Regions from separate parts of the Mus musculus genome. Here region 2 is linked to region 1. A link is a contact called in public Micro-C data. All regions are on one chromosome and are shown on one strand. The core of a region is the stretch at or near the end of the contact, and the rest is flanking DNA. Distances in the headings are between cores, read along the strand shown. Region 1 holds the start of Irs2 (insulin receptor substrate 2). Region 2 holds the start of Naxd (NAD(P)HX dehydratase).

Region 1 (5,618 bases), core at 1,628-4,127:
GCAGTGGCCCGGGATGCCTTTGAGGCCTTCACTGCCTCCACGCAAAGCTGCTGAGAAGTCAGGTGGGGTCCCTGCAGTGCCTGCCTCGCTGGGGGACATGTTGAGGTAGTCCCCGTTGGGGAGTAGCTTAGGGTCTGGGTTCTCCATAGACAGCTTGGAGCCACACCACATTCGCATGTACCCACTGTCTTCTGGGGAGCTCTCCGCTGGGGAGCTGGCTTTGTAGCCACCTCCGTTTACTGGGAAGGTCCTGCCCACCCCTGAAGGGGGTGCTGGCACGGCTGCTCCGGAAGGGGGCAAGGCCGCTGCCAAGCGTGGCTGCAGGATCTGCTTGGGAGCAGACACGCTTGTGGGGCTCATGGGCATGTAGTCATCGCTCTTGCAGCTATTGGGACCACCACTCCTAAGGGCTGCCCCAGGGGTCATGGGCATGTAGCCATCATCTGCCCCCAGGTTACTGCTGGAACTCTTGTGAGAACCAATCTCAATGTCTCCATAGTCCTCTGGGTAAGGGTTGTAGGCCACTTTGGGAGAGGACGCAGGGAAGGATGGGCAGAGGCGACCTGAACTACCAGAGAAGGTGGCCCTCATGAGAGTGTATTCATCTAGAGAGGCAGAGGAAGGCTGAGGTACCTGCCGCTGCCTGGCAGGCGTGGTTAGGGAATAAGTCCTCTTCCTCAGTCCTCTATCCAGGTCCTGGGCCCCATCCCCTGAGACCCTACGGTAAGGGCGGCCACAGTGGCTCAGGGGTCTATCCATGCTCATGTACCCATAGAGTTCGCCCCCACTGCCATCTCTGGCTGGCGGGGTCTCCGCTATTGACTCGGGTGTGTTGCTCCTGTGGCTACTGAAGGCTCTCAGGTCGCCAGGGCTGGAGCCATACTCGTCAAGGGACATGAAACCCGGGTCGCTGGGGGAGCCCGAGGCGGAGGCACTACCGCTGGACGGACGCTGGCCTTGGGGGTGATGCAGTGGATGAGGCAGGTGCGGGTGGGAGCCAGGTGGCAGCGGGTAGGAGCCCGAGCCGTGCCCACTGCTGGAGGACAGGCTGCCTGGGCTGGTGGCTGCAGGAGGTGAGTGCGCCACGGGCATGGACATGGAGCGGCTGTGTTGCAGGGCTCCCCCTGCCGGCGCCAGAGTCACTTTGCTCGGGCGGCCTCCGCAGCCGGCGCTCAGGGTGTGCGAGCGGCTAAGGGGCGCGCGCACCGGCCCGGGACTCAGGGGGCTCCCTGCCACCGACATCGGCCTGCCTCCTGCCGTCCCGGCCCCGCCTGCCGCGCCGCCGTCGCCCTCGCTGGCCGTACGAACCCGGCACGAAGTGCACTTGGCTGCTGGGGGGGTGGCCGCCAGGCTGTCAGTGCGCGAGCGGCGCACCAGGCCGGTCTGGCTAGGGGGTAGGTTGACTAGGTGGTGGTGGCGGCGCGCGCCCGGCACGCTGATGGGATGCGTGGCTGACGACCCGGACGACTGACTCTTGCTGCGAGGCCGGAACTCGAAGAGCTCTTTGAGTGCCTTCATAGCTTCTAGGATGGTCTCATGGATGTTCTGCGCCACCACCGAGTCGTCGGCTTGCATCCACAGCTCCCCGGGACCGGTGACGGCCGAACGGCCCACCTCGATGAAGAAGAAGCTGTCCGAGTGGCCGCAGCGGCGAATGTTCATAAGCTGCAGCGTCACCGACGGCTGTTCGCAATTGAGCTTCACGAAGCCGATGGTGCGCGCAGACAGGCATAGGCGGTATACACCAGTCAGGTTCTTGCTCTGGCCCAGTCCCTTAGGTTTCAGGTTCACCTGCCACACCTCGCGGTAGACGGCCGTGGCGGGTGTCACGAGCCCGTAGTTGTCATCGCAGCCAGCGGCGCCCGCTGAGCCGCCCAGGACGCCCGGGAGAGAGGCGCTGCAAGAGCCTCCGGTGGTGCCCGAGCCCCCCTCGCCAGAGCGGCCTTCGCTGACCAAGTCGGTGAGTGCGCGGTACCAGCCCTCCTGCTCCTGCTCGTTCTCCGCCGCTACAGCGAAGTACTCGTCCTTGGTGTAGAGGGCGATCAGGTACTTGTGCTTGGCGTCCGCGCGCTTGTTGATGTTCAGACAGCAGTCGAGCGCGATCACTCGCTTCGGCGCGCCCGCCTTGCTCCTCCACTTCTTCTCGCTCTCGTAGTACTCCAGCCGCGGAGGCTGCGGCGGCGACCCCCCAGCCGCGGATGCCTCGTCGCCGCCCGTGCCGGGGCCGCGCAACACGAAAAAGCGCTTGTGGCCGTGCTTCTGCTTGCGCAGGTAGCCGCACTTGCGCACGCTGTGGTTGTTGTTGTTGTTGTTGTTATTGAGGTTCGGGCCGTCCCCGCCCGCCGACGCGGGGGGCCCAGGCAGGGGCGCGCTAGCCATCGCCGCCGCTTCAGGTCTCTCTGCCCGGCTGGGCGAACAGGGGATGGCGAGGGCCGAGGGGCGCGGGCGGGGGCGGCTCCCCGCCACCCGTCGCCCGGCCGCCCGGCCACGCGCGCGCGTCCCCCGGGCCCAGGCGGTGGGCTAGGAGGCGCGCGCGGCTCGGTGGCGCAGGGCCCTCCGCCGCTCCGAAGGATGCTCGGTGCGGGCGATGGCCACCCCCCCGCTTCGACTGTCCGCTGCCGCTGCTTCCCGGGCTCTCGGGCGGCGCCCGGGGACTGGCTGGCTGGGTCGAGAGTCGGGGTCCCCGAGTCGCGGGGCCGAGCTTAGAACGCGCGCGGCCCGTCTGCTGCCACCGTTCTGCACTGCGCGACGACGGTCTGCGTCCGGACACTCGGGGCCCACACTGCCACTGGGGCCGCTGCTGCCGTTGCTGCCGCTGCTGCTGCTGCCACCAACGACGACCCGGGCTTGTCGCGGTCCCCGCCGCACAGTGAGTAACACATCGCGCACCGAGTGACTGAACTAAGAGCAAAACAACACGTGACTCTGCGTTACGCAGGCACACTCGCGCGGACGCCCCGCCCCGCAGCCCTGCATTGGCGCCGCGTTCCCCGACGGACAGCGAGACGGACCAATGAGCGTGAGGCACGGGGGGGGGGGGGAGGCGGACCGACACCGGGCTGCGTTTCCCGCCGTCCCCTCCCTCCCCCTCTCCGAGGCCGGGCCGGGGCTCGGCGGGGGCCGGGCCGGGCTCATTAATCAGGGGCTCGTTGTGGATGCGGGCGGGGGCGATGCCACCCAAGGCGGGAAGCCCGCCGTGGAGAAGGCGGGTGCGGGGTTTGTGCTCCCGCCTCGCGTCCCACTAACTGGCCCCAGGCTTCCGCCGCGGAGGGGGAACGGGGGCGGGAGGTCGGATCTGGTGCGGGGCGGCGGTCGGACCCCAGCAGCCGGGGTGGGCGCGCGGCGCAGGGCGGTGCCCGCTGTGGGTGGCAGGCGCGCGGCCCGGCTTGTTTACGAGCATCGTTGCCCGCGAGCTCCGGGTCGATGGCAGCTCGGTGCCTTTTCCCGGCGGCGAGCCGATCGAGGGGCGCCCCGGAACCCGCCCCACCCTCCGCAGGCGTCCGCCCCCGGCCGTGGGCTCTTTCCGGGGCGTCATCAGAGCCATTCACTTGTCAGGTTCCCGGGAAGTGGAAGTCGCCTGTTCTGGATGTAATAGGAGAGAGGAGGAGGGCGTGCTGGCGTAGGAAAATGCGGTTTCCATAGTGCCGGGAAAGGGCGGGCCTGGGCGGGAGCGGGGAGCTGGGAGCGAGTGCTGGCGGGCGTCCTCCCCACGCCCCGCGCCCTCACCGCTCCCGGCCCGCGCCCCAAACCGTGTTCACCCAGCACCCGGGCTATGGGCGGGCGTCGCCGAACCTAGGAGCGCGGCCGCGGGCACAGCGCCAAGCCAAAGATGCCCTTGAACTGCTGCTTTGAATTTCTCTATCTACGTGGCCTTTGTGACTTTCAAAGTCGAGGGCAAATAAGCACCTGCATGTCTTCTCTCCTAACTGACAGCGTGAGGGCCGCTAGGAAGGGCAATGGTCCGCGCTCACGGAAGGCGGGCTTGGAACCCTGCTCTGGATGCGTAAACAAAACAAACCCTTGCCCATCTAGGGAGAAAGTATCTAAATGAAACAATTCAGGACCAGAGTTTATCTTACAATTTAACCTTGGTTATTTTGTTCTGAGTCCTGGAAGTTCGCGGTGGAATGCCCTGCATAATTTACAAATCATTGTAGCAATTACAATGACATGTTTAAGAAAAATAATTGCACAGTGTGATTCTGAAGACCATAGATGCTTTACCCTTTGTGTAAACTGTGCCTTAAACACCCTAATGATGAATTTGTGCCAAGATAACCCAAGCCGATATTGGACCTGCTCTGTTTTTAGCTTGTATGCGGCTATGATTATGATTATTGATGAATAGCAAAAGCCTGGGGAAAACCATCCATTAGTAAATATCATCATAAAATTAACCTCAAAAGGGTGTGTTGAATTGGGTCTTCCATTTTAAATTATACTCTTTAAAAATAAAGGACCAGTAGATGCCACTGTTAGCGTCTCTACGTGTGCAAGGGTGTGTGGCTACACACCCTCGCACACATATCCCTCTATGTGCAAGCTGTGGTTGTGAGTGTGCCAAGCACACGGTCTTGTGGTCGTTGGCTTTTATGCCGCCTCTATCACCAAGCATTATCGCTAACCAGAAGAAACGTAACAACACGACAGGATTTTTATCTTGGAGCTCGAAGAAAATGTGGCTCGATTTTTATTGATTGTGATAATTTACATCCCACTTTATGAGACACATAAATGAGCCTGTGTGTTCTGTAACCTGAAATAGCGCAGGACAAGAGGCCACAGCGTCAGTACCCTATGCTTTTCTTTGAAAAAAAAAAAAAAAGCACCATTTTTGCTTTCTTTTTTTATTCTGACTCTCAATACAAAATTAGATTTTTAGGAATGCATTGAGTGCTGACGTTCTGTGTCCAGTGGAGCCTGGCCAGTAGCAGCTTTGTTTTCCTTGGGGCTGTGTTAATGTTGCCTACCAGGGATCAGAAGCAGGTGACCTGTTGTGTGCTGCCCCAGTCACCAAGCTAGCAGCACAGGAGGGGTCAGGGGAGGTACCAGCTCTGTCAGTCGTATCTGCTCTCGACGAGGTGACGGGCCTCTCTCTTTACAACAAGGTGCTTGTTATTCTTCTGCCCTGGAAGCTCCAAGGGCAAAGTCAGAGAGGCTCCCACTCTATTAGAGAGCGAGCGCCCACCCTCGGAGCAACCTGCTTTCTCTCCTTCCTGCTGCCAGATAAGCTGCTTATTTACTGGAAGCCGGTTGTGTATCTTGGGATTTTCCAACTGTTCTCTCATACTTTTTCAGTACTAGTCAGCTCCTAACATCTGTCCACGTGCTGTGCTCACGGGGACTGGGTGCCATGTACCTGGCCTGTTGCCAATAAACAGCCTGGCTGCAGCTTTTCCTCCTGCCTTTTGATCTTTTCCTTAGAATCCTTCTTTTCCTTTCACAGCTGACAAATGACCATAAGGTTTTGTTTGGTTATTTTTTGATTGTTTTGAGACAGAGTTTCTCTGAATAGCCCTGCCTGTCCTGGAACTCACTCTGTGGACTAGAGTAGCCTCTAGGTCTGAGATCTGCCTGCCTCTGCCTCCTGAATGCTAGGATTAAAGGTGTGTGCCACG
Region 2 (6,226 bases), core at 3,344-5,843, 490 kb after region 1:
CTTCCAAAAGTTAGGCAATTTATAGAAACTGCTGACCACCTGGACAGCCCCTTATACTTCAAAAGGTTGGAGTGTTGGTCTTCAGCCTTCTGGCCCAGGGTCATCTGATAAACCTTTGTAATGCAGAATTTTAAAGGGCTGATTACCCTGTCTTGGCAGAGATTATCAGTCAACTATTCCACACAGTGCGTCCTTTTTCTGAACAATATTTTGTCTGTAGGTGAAACAAGGCAATTCTTGCCTAGTGGCTCCCTCACCACAACTGGAGCAACTCCATTGATGCTCAATTTCTTCTTTGAATCCAAGAAAGGGAATGCTGTCAGGAGCATACTTGTCTCAACAAGTTAATAAATAGCTTTAAATGTCACAGTCCATGGATTTCTGATGTTTTTGAAAACCAACTATCTATGTAATCTGGACTGCTCTCTGTTACCTACTCTCAGTCATTTCTTTTTTTTTTTTTTTTTCTAAAGTTCACTCTTTTTTTTTTTTTTTTAAAGATTTATTTATTGGTTATATGTAAGTACACTGTAGCTGTCTTCAGACACTCCAGAAGAGGGAGTCAGATCTCGTTACGGATGGTTGTGAGCCACCATGTGGTTGCTGGGATTTGAACTCCGGACCTTCGGAAGAGCAGTCGGGTGCTCTTACCCACTGAGCCATCTCACCAGCCCCTCTCAGTCATTTCTAATTAAAATAACTGAAAACACTGTAACAATAAACTCAGAGCCATGAATTTCCTATTTGGCCCTTAACTCACAAGCTTAAGCATCTCAAATCAGTTTCTAATAACAGTAATAGAAGGACTGGGTCTCAGCCTTGTATTCTTAATTGTGTTATATAGGCACAATGCCTATGTAAGAGTAACAATATTAATCCCAATTTTATGTCAATAAAAATTCATGCCAATGAAAATGCTAAATTTGTACCAAATAAATTCTGTACTAATATAAGATATAGCTATGTAATATTTTGCTTAAGAGCAAATTTGCTAACCTATCACTATTTGTCTATTTCTATAATTTTATGATATTACTCTATCCATCCTTCTTTCCCACTGCCCCCCCTTTTACCTAAGAAAGGAGGATAGAGAAGAGGAAAGATAGAAATCCCTGAGTTAAAACTATCTAGTTCCTTTTACATTTGTAAAGTATCCGTTAAATGATAGCATATCTATAATTCATTAAATCACCAGAGCCATCCACCCCAACATGAGGAACTGGGATGATGCTCTTCCTTTGCCTGCTTCCAGCTGAATTGGGGCAAAGAATCCCTTCCGGGTGCCAAAAAGGAAATAAGAAAATTCTCTTGGCCAAAGGAGAACTAGCAGGCATCATTTGCCTTCCAGTCACTCTGTGCTGAGAAAGTTCATTGCTTAGCTGACATCTTGACCACGACATTCTGAAAGGCTGGGTAGGCAAGCTAGCTGTTCTGAAAAAGTCCTGGAAGCAACTCTTTAAAAGAAGCAGCTTTGGGAGGCAGAGGCAGGTGGATTTCTGAGTTCGAGGCCAGCCTGGTCTACAGAGTGAGTTCCAGACAGCCAGAGCTACACAGAGAAACCCTGTCTCAAAAAAAAAAAAAAAAAAAAGCAACAGCTTCAATGTAGTTGAAGTGGAGCCAAGAGCCAAGCTGGAATGGAAGGTCCCAGAATCCCAGCATCCTGAAGTGTAAATCTTTTCAGGGATGTCTTTCTCTTCTTTCATCCTGCAGTGTATAAAACTTAAAAGCAACATGTAGTTCTGTAAAGACATTCACACAGTATGTGCAGGGTGCACAGATTGATTGGTCAATGAAGATCAATAAAGAAAGACGACTACCTTTCTTCAGGTTAGTTTGATCACATAATCAATCTGTAATGTAACTTTGGATACTTGTCCTCATAAAGGACAGTATATCATAACAAATTATGAGAAATTTGTATCCTATAAGTGTTATCGTGTGCATACAGACATTTTAGCCTCAGCCGGTTCCAGAGCTGTCTCCATATACAGAGACGTAAACTTCACCACATATACTTCACCTATTTTGTTGATTGTGTTAGTTTCCCTTTTCTTCTCTGTCGCCAAGGTCTTCAGGAGGTTTCCCTTTGTCATGTCTGATTTTTATCAACTTGGAAGGAACCCACAGATTTTCTTTTCCTGTGGAGACATAGGCATAACCTCTCCTCAAGCATAACACGTTTCCCATTTTCCACTGCTGTAATAGATCTCTTTGCCATAAGCTAATGGCTGTATCAGCCACACATGGCCTCAATTTTCCTACCTGACCTTCTGGTCCTATACACTTAAGCCATCTGGTACTTTGCTTTTTTGGGTTAAGGTCCCAAGTCTTTGAAATTGGATGTCTATTTCTTTTTTTTTTTTTTTTTTTTTTTTTTTTTGGTTTTTCGAGACAGGGTTTCTCTATAGCCCTGGCTGTCCTGGAACTCACTTTGTAGACCAGGCTGGCTTCGAACTCAGAAATCCACCTGCCTCTGCCTCCTGAGTGCTGGGATTAAAGGCATGCGCCACCACACCCGGCTCAGATGTCTATTTCTTGAAGTGGACAACTTACAGGCCAAGATTTTGGAGAGATACTGGTGACATCTGCTCCAGTGTCAACCATTCCTTCAATCTCAATATTGTTTACTAGCATTATTAGTTTTGGCCTTTGATACTCTATAGTTTGCCAAAATATTCATTTTTGGCTCCCTTTGAGGCTTTTTGAATTGTCTATAGAACTTGTCTCAGCCTTGTCTAGTCTCAGAACTTTCTGTTCTCCTGTGAGGGGCTGCAAACATACAATGAGTCAGCACTCAGGTGATTTCCTATAAACCTTCTACCCACCTTAATTTATAAATGAAGGCTAGAGCCAGTGATTGGGCGGAGAAAGAGGGGAAGGTGGAGCTGAAGGTTTTGGGAGAGAAAGAGGGGGCGGAGACGATGGAGGAGGAGGAAGAAGAAGAAGAAGGAAAGTGGAGCAGAAGCGCCTGGTCTGGAGAAACTGCAAATTCTAAGGGGTCTCTTCTATGGGGAAGATGGTAGTGTAGTGGTAGATCTGCCCAGTCTAGGCACATAGCATGTATTCATACTAATTGAGTTGTGTTTTCATTGCCCAGGCTTTTGTGGATTGGAGATTTATCGCAACAAGGACACATATGGAGGAGAGCAAACAGAGCAAGACTCAGCTGGCAAGTAACATGGGACCTAAGGCTGAGATGTAGGTTAGACAAGCTCAGAATCTGCCCCACAGAGCACTGAGAGCCTATTGATAAAAAACCAGTTTTCTGTGTCTTTTATTCAGGAGCATCTCTAAGGGCTAGAACAGGCAGAAACACCCTATAAAATTACTGTAACAGTAACACATTTTATCAATAGTGTCACAACAACCCTATAAAATTACTGCAATAGTAACACGGTGTAACAATAGTGTCACAACGTCAAAGGGTCGAATATTCTTTAACGTTAGGTCTAAAGGAAATTCCAGTTCTCCAAACTCCAAAAGGGCAGTTCAAACATCCAGATAAGTTCAACCTGGACTGCAGAATTCCTGGGTGTTAGATAAAAGCTAGCATTCCTCAGGAATTTGTAAAGCTGCTTCCCCTAGGCTTCTGGGCAGAAAGGACAGATACATAAATAGCTACCTGTGGTGTTTCTGAGCATTTCAAAGCTCATGCTGCCCTCCAGGCTCCCTCAGTATCACAAGTTATCTGCTACACGTTTCAAAGTCCATGCTAACCTTCTCACCTCACCGCCTCCCATGCCCACCCCACCCGTTTATTCTCCTTACTGTTCTTGCTGTGTGTTCTCTCTGCTTCTCTCTATATATCCTTCATCTCCTGCTGTTCTCCCCTCTCTGATAGCCCTGGCCATGTCCAGTCTAGTTCTTTCTCTCTCTGCTCTGAACTCTCACAGATGCCTCTGTCTGGTCTCTGTCTCTGTCTCTGTCTCAATCTACAATAAAAACCCTTTGGTTAGCCATACCACAGAGAGGTCAAGACGCCAGTTTATACACTTAGGCCATCGGTTTGTGTCACTTTGTAGAAAACAACCCAGGCGGCTACTGTCCTCAGCCAGGCTTCATACAGGGTACAAGTGGAAGTATCAAAGACAGGTCAAAAGCAGTATCAAAGGCACAAGAGGCATGGGTATGAAAGAACTAAGTCAGGATGCTTTCCGGTTTGGGGGCGTAAGCTGTTGTAACCATGAGGTTGCCTATCTTACTATTGAGACAACAAAGACCTCGAGGAACCGAGGCCAGAAAATGGTTTGAGAGATGCTAAGCCTTAGACCTAGCTGTGGGACGCACCAGGGCCAAAGACATCATCTAGTTGGGCAGCACAGCTATGGACAGGCTGCCAAGGAAGCTGACCTCCAAGGGAATCGTGAACCATCAAGTTCACGAACAAAACGCTATAGAATAAAAAAGAAATAGGTCCCTAAACCGCCAAGGTTCTTCAGTGAGCCGGCTACCACAACGCTTAACCTGGGGCCAGGCCGGATTGGGTGCCTCGCTGGTCAAGCGGAGTAAGCGGAGGGTAATTGATGGACGCTGACCCTGGGGGTGGGATGAACCCGGAGTACGCTTCCGGCGGTGCAGGAAGCTGGGGCCGCCGGGCGGAGCCCAGAAGACCAATGGCGGTGGCCCGGCGTCCGCGCGGGGACACCTGGGAACCCGGAAGTGCGCTGGACCGCCATGGGAGTCCGCTGTGTGGCAATCCGCGCCTGCGGGGGAGGTAAGATCGATCCGGGCGTCCCGCGGATGGCCGTTCACGCCTGTGGGGCTGCGGCGGCCGTGGTGGCGCTGCTTTCCGCCGCGATCGCGCTCCAGTGGTCGCCGCTGTACGCAGGTACCGGCCGGGGTCGCTTCTGCCTGGCGCTTGCGCGTTCAGCGCCGGGAAGCCGGTGGGACCGGCCTGCGTGAGGACTAGGCTCCCCCCGCTCCCCCGAGTTATTGGGGGCCTATGCAGGAGATGCGGGCCGTTTCCTGAGCTGGATCGCGTCCACACACTGGCTCGACTTGCCACACCTATAGAAAGGCTTTTGAATAACCCTTTATTTAGAGACTGTTTTTCTCTTGGTAATTGCCTTTCTTTGTGCGCACTGAGGTTTCATTACTAGATTGACTTGCTAAATGTCTGGCAAAGACCTGGTAGAGTTCTGGGCTTTAGACCTTTCAACTGGCTGTGCTGGGCTGGAGAGATGGCTCAGCGGTTAAGAGCACTGAGGTCCTGAGTTCAATTTTCAGCAACCACAGGGTGGCCCACAACCATCAGTAATGGGGTCCGATGCACTCTTCTGGTGTGTGTCTGAGGACAGACAGCTACAGTGTACTTGTATAAATAAAAATAAATAAATCTAAAAAGAAAAGAAAACGGTGCTTAGAGTGAATCTCACTTAATATAAGGACTGCTGTCGCATGCTCCGGCTTAGACTTCACATTAACTTAAAGCCCTTGGGGCACAGAAGCCATGGTTGTCTTCCTCAGCCATGGTTTCTTTACGCCAACAAAATGCAGACAGGCTCGACCTGCTTTTCCAGACTCTGGATAGTCTTGGCGACAAAGTCAATAGTATTTACATTTTAAGTTCTCTCTTAATACTTCAGGGGATAAATCCACCAGGAGTGGCAGTAAGCCAACTAAAACGTGATCCAGTGTAAAGTGTCGGAAAATCTAGTCGATTCTCCTCCAGCCTTTTACTAACCGAGCTCTCTGTCTTGGTACAAAGTGCCTGACTCGTCAGGGTATCCCAACGGCATCCTATTGTGGAACAGATTCATCGTCAAGGACAGAGAGCAACATACTGTTGAGTGACAGCAAAGCAGGAAAATGCTTGTTAGTCTCAGGTGTTATCTTAGCATTCTCTCCCTGTGGGGTGCAGACTTTTGGTTTGCTGTCTGTTGCTATGTTAATCACCCTGACCAAAAGCAACCTGTGGGGAAAAGGTTTATTTCAACTTGTATTTCCAGGTCGCAGCCATCTTTAAGGGAAGTCAGGCAGGAACTGAAGCAGAGACCATGGTGTAGCTCTGTTTCTTCTGTCACCCAATGCCACCTGCTCAGGAGTGGCACTGCTTCCTGTCAGGTCCCACATCAATCAAAATCCAAGACAGCCCCCCACGGACATACCACAGGCTAACTGATCTGTGTTGTCCTCAGCTGAGACTCCCTCTTCCCAGGTGGCTCTTGGTTGTGTCAAGTTAACATAAATACTAACCATAACTAGGGGTGTGTTAACTTAGTGATAT

What was found. A called contact is a pair of places that touch in the nucleus more often than the background predicts.
Region 2: a Micro-C map of embryonic stem cells shows a contact between it and region 1, with 5 times the contacts expected there. The contact joins the promoter of Naxd here to the promoter of Irs2 in region 1. A contact is called at or near these places in 4 of 484 Hi-C or Micro-C datasets (CD4 T cells, Sertoli cells and embryonic stem cells), 2 of 115 datasets of contacts at active chromatin or transcription factors (memory CD8 T cells and microglia) and 1 of 9 other capture datasets (liver).

The regions. Positions count from the first base shown.
Region 1 is chr8:11,006,052-11,011,669 of GRCm38.p6, forward strand. Irs2 (insulin receptor substrate 2) reads right to left here and starts at 2,878. Exons shown (of 2, transcript NM_001081212.2): 1 at 1-2,878. The coding sequence starts at 2,379. 9530052E02Rik (RIKEN cDNA 9530052E02 gene) reads left to right here and starts at 1,799. Exons shown (of 5, transcript NR_046017.1): 1 at 1,799-1,960.
Region 2 is chr8:11,492,913-11,499,138 of GRCm38.p6, forward strand. It overlaps Naxd (NAD(P)HX dehydratase), which reads left to right and starts at 4,594. Exons shown (of 10, transcript NM_001190357.1): 1 at 4,594-4,714. The coding sequence starts at 4,675.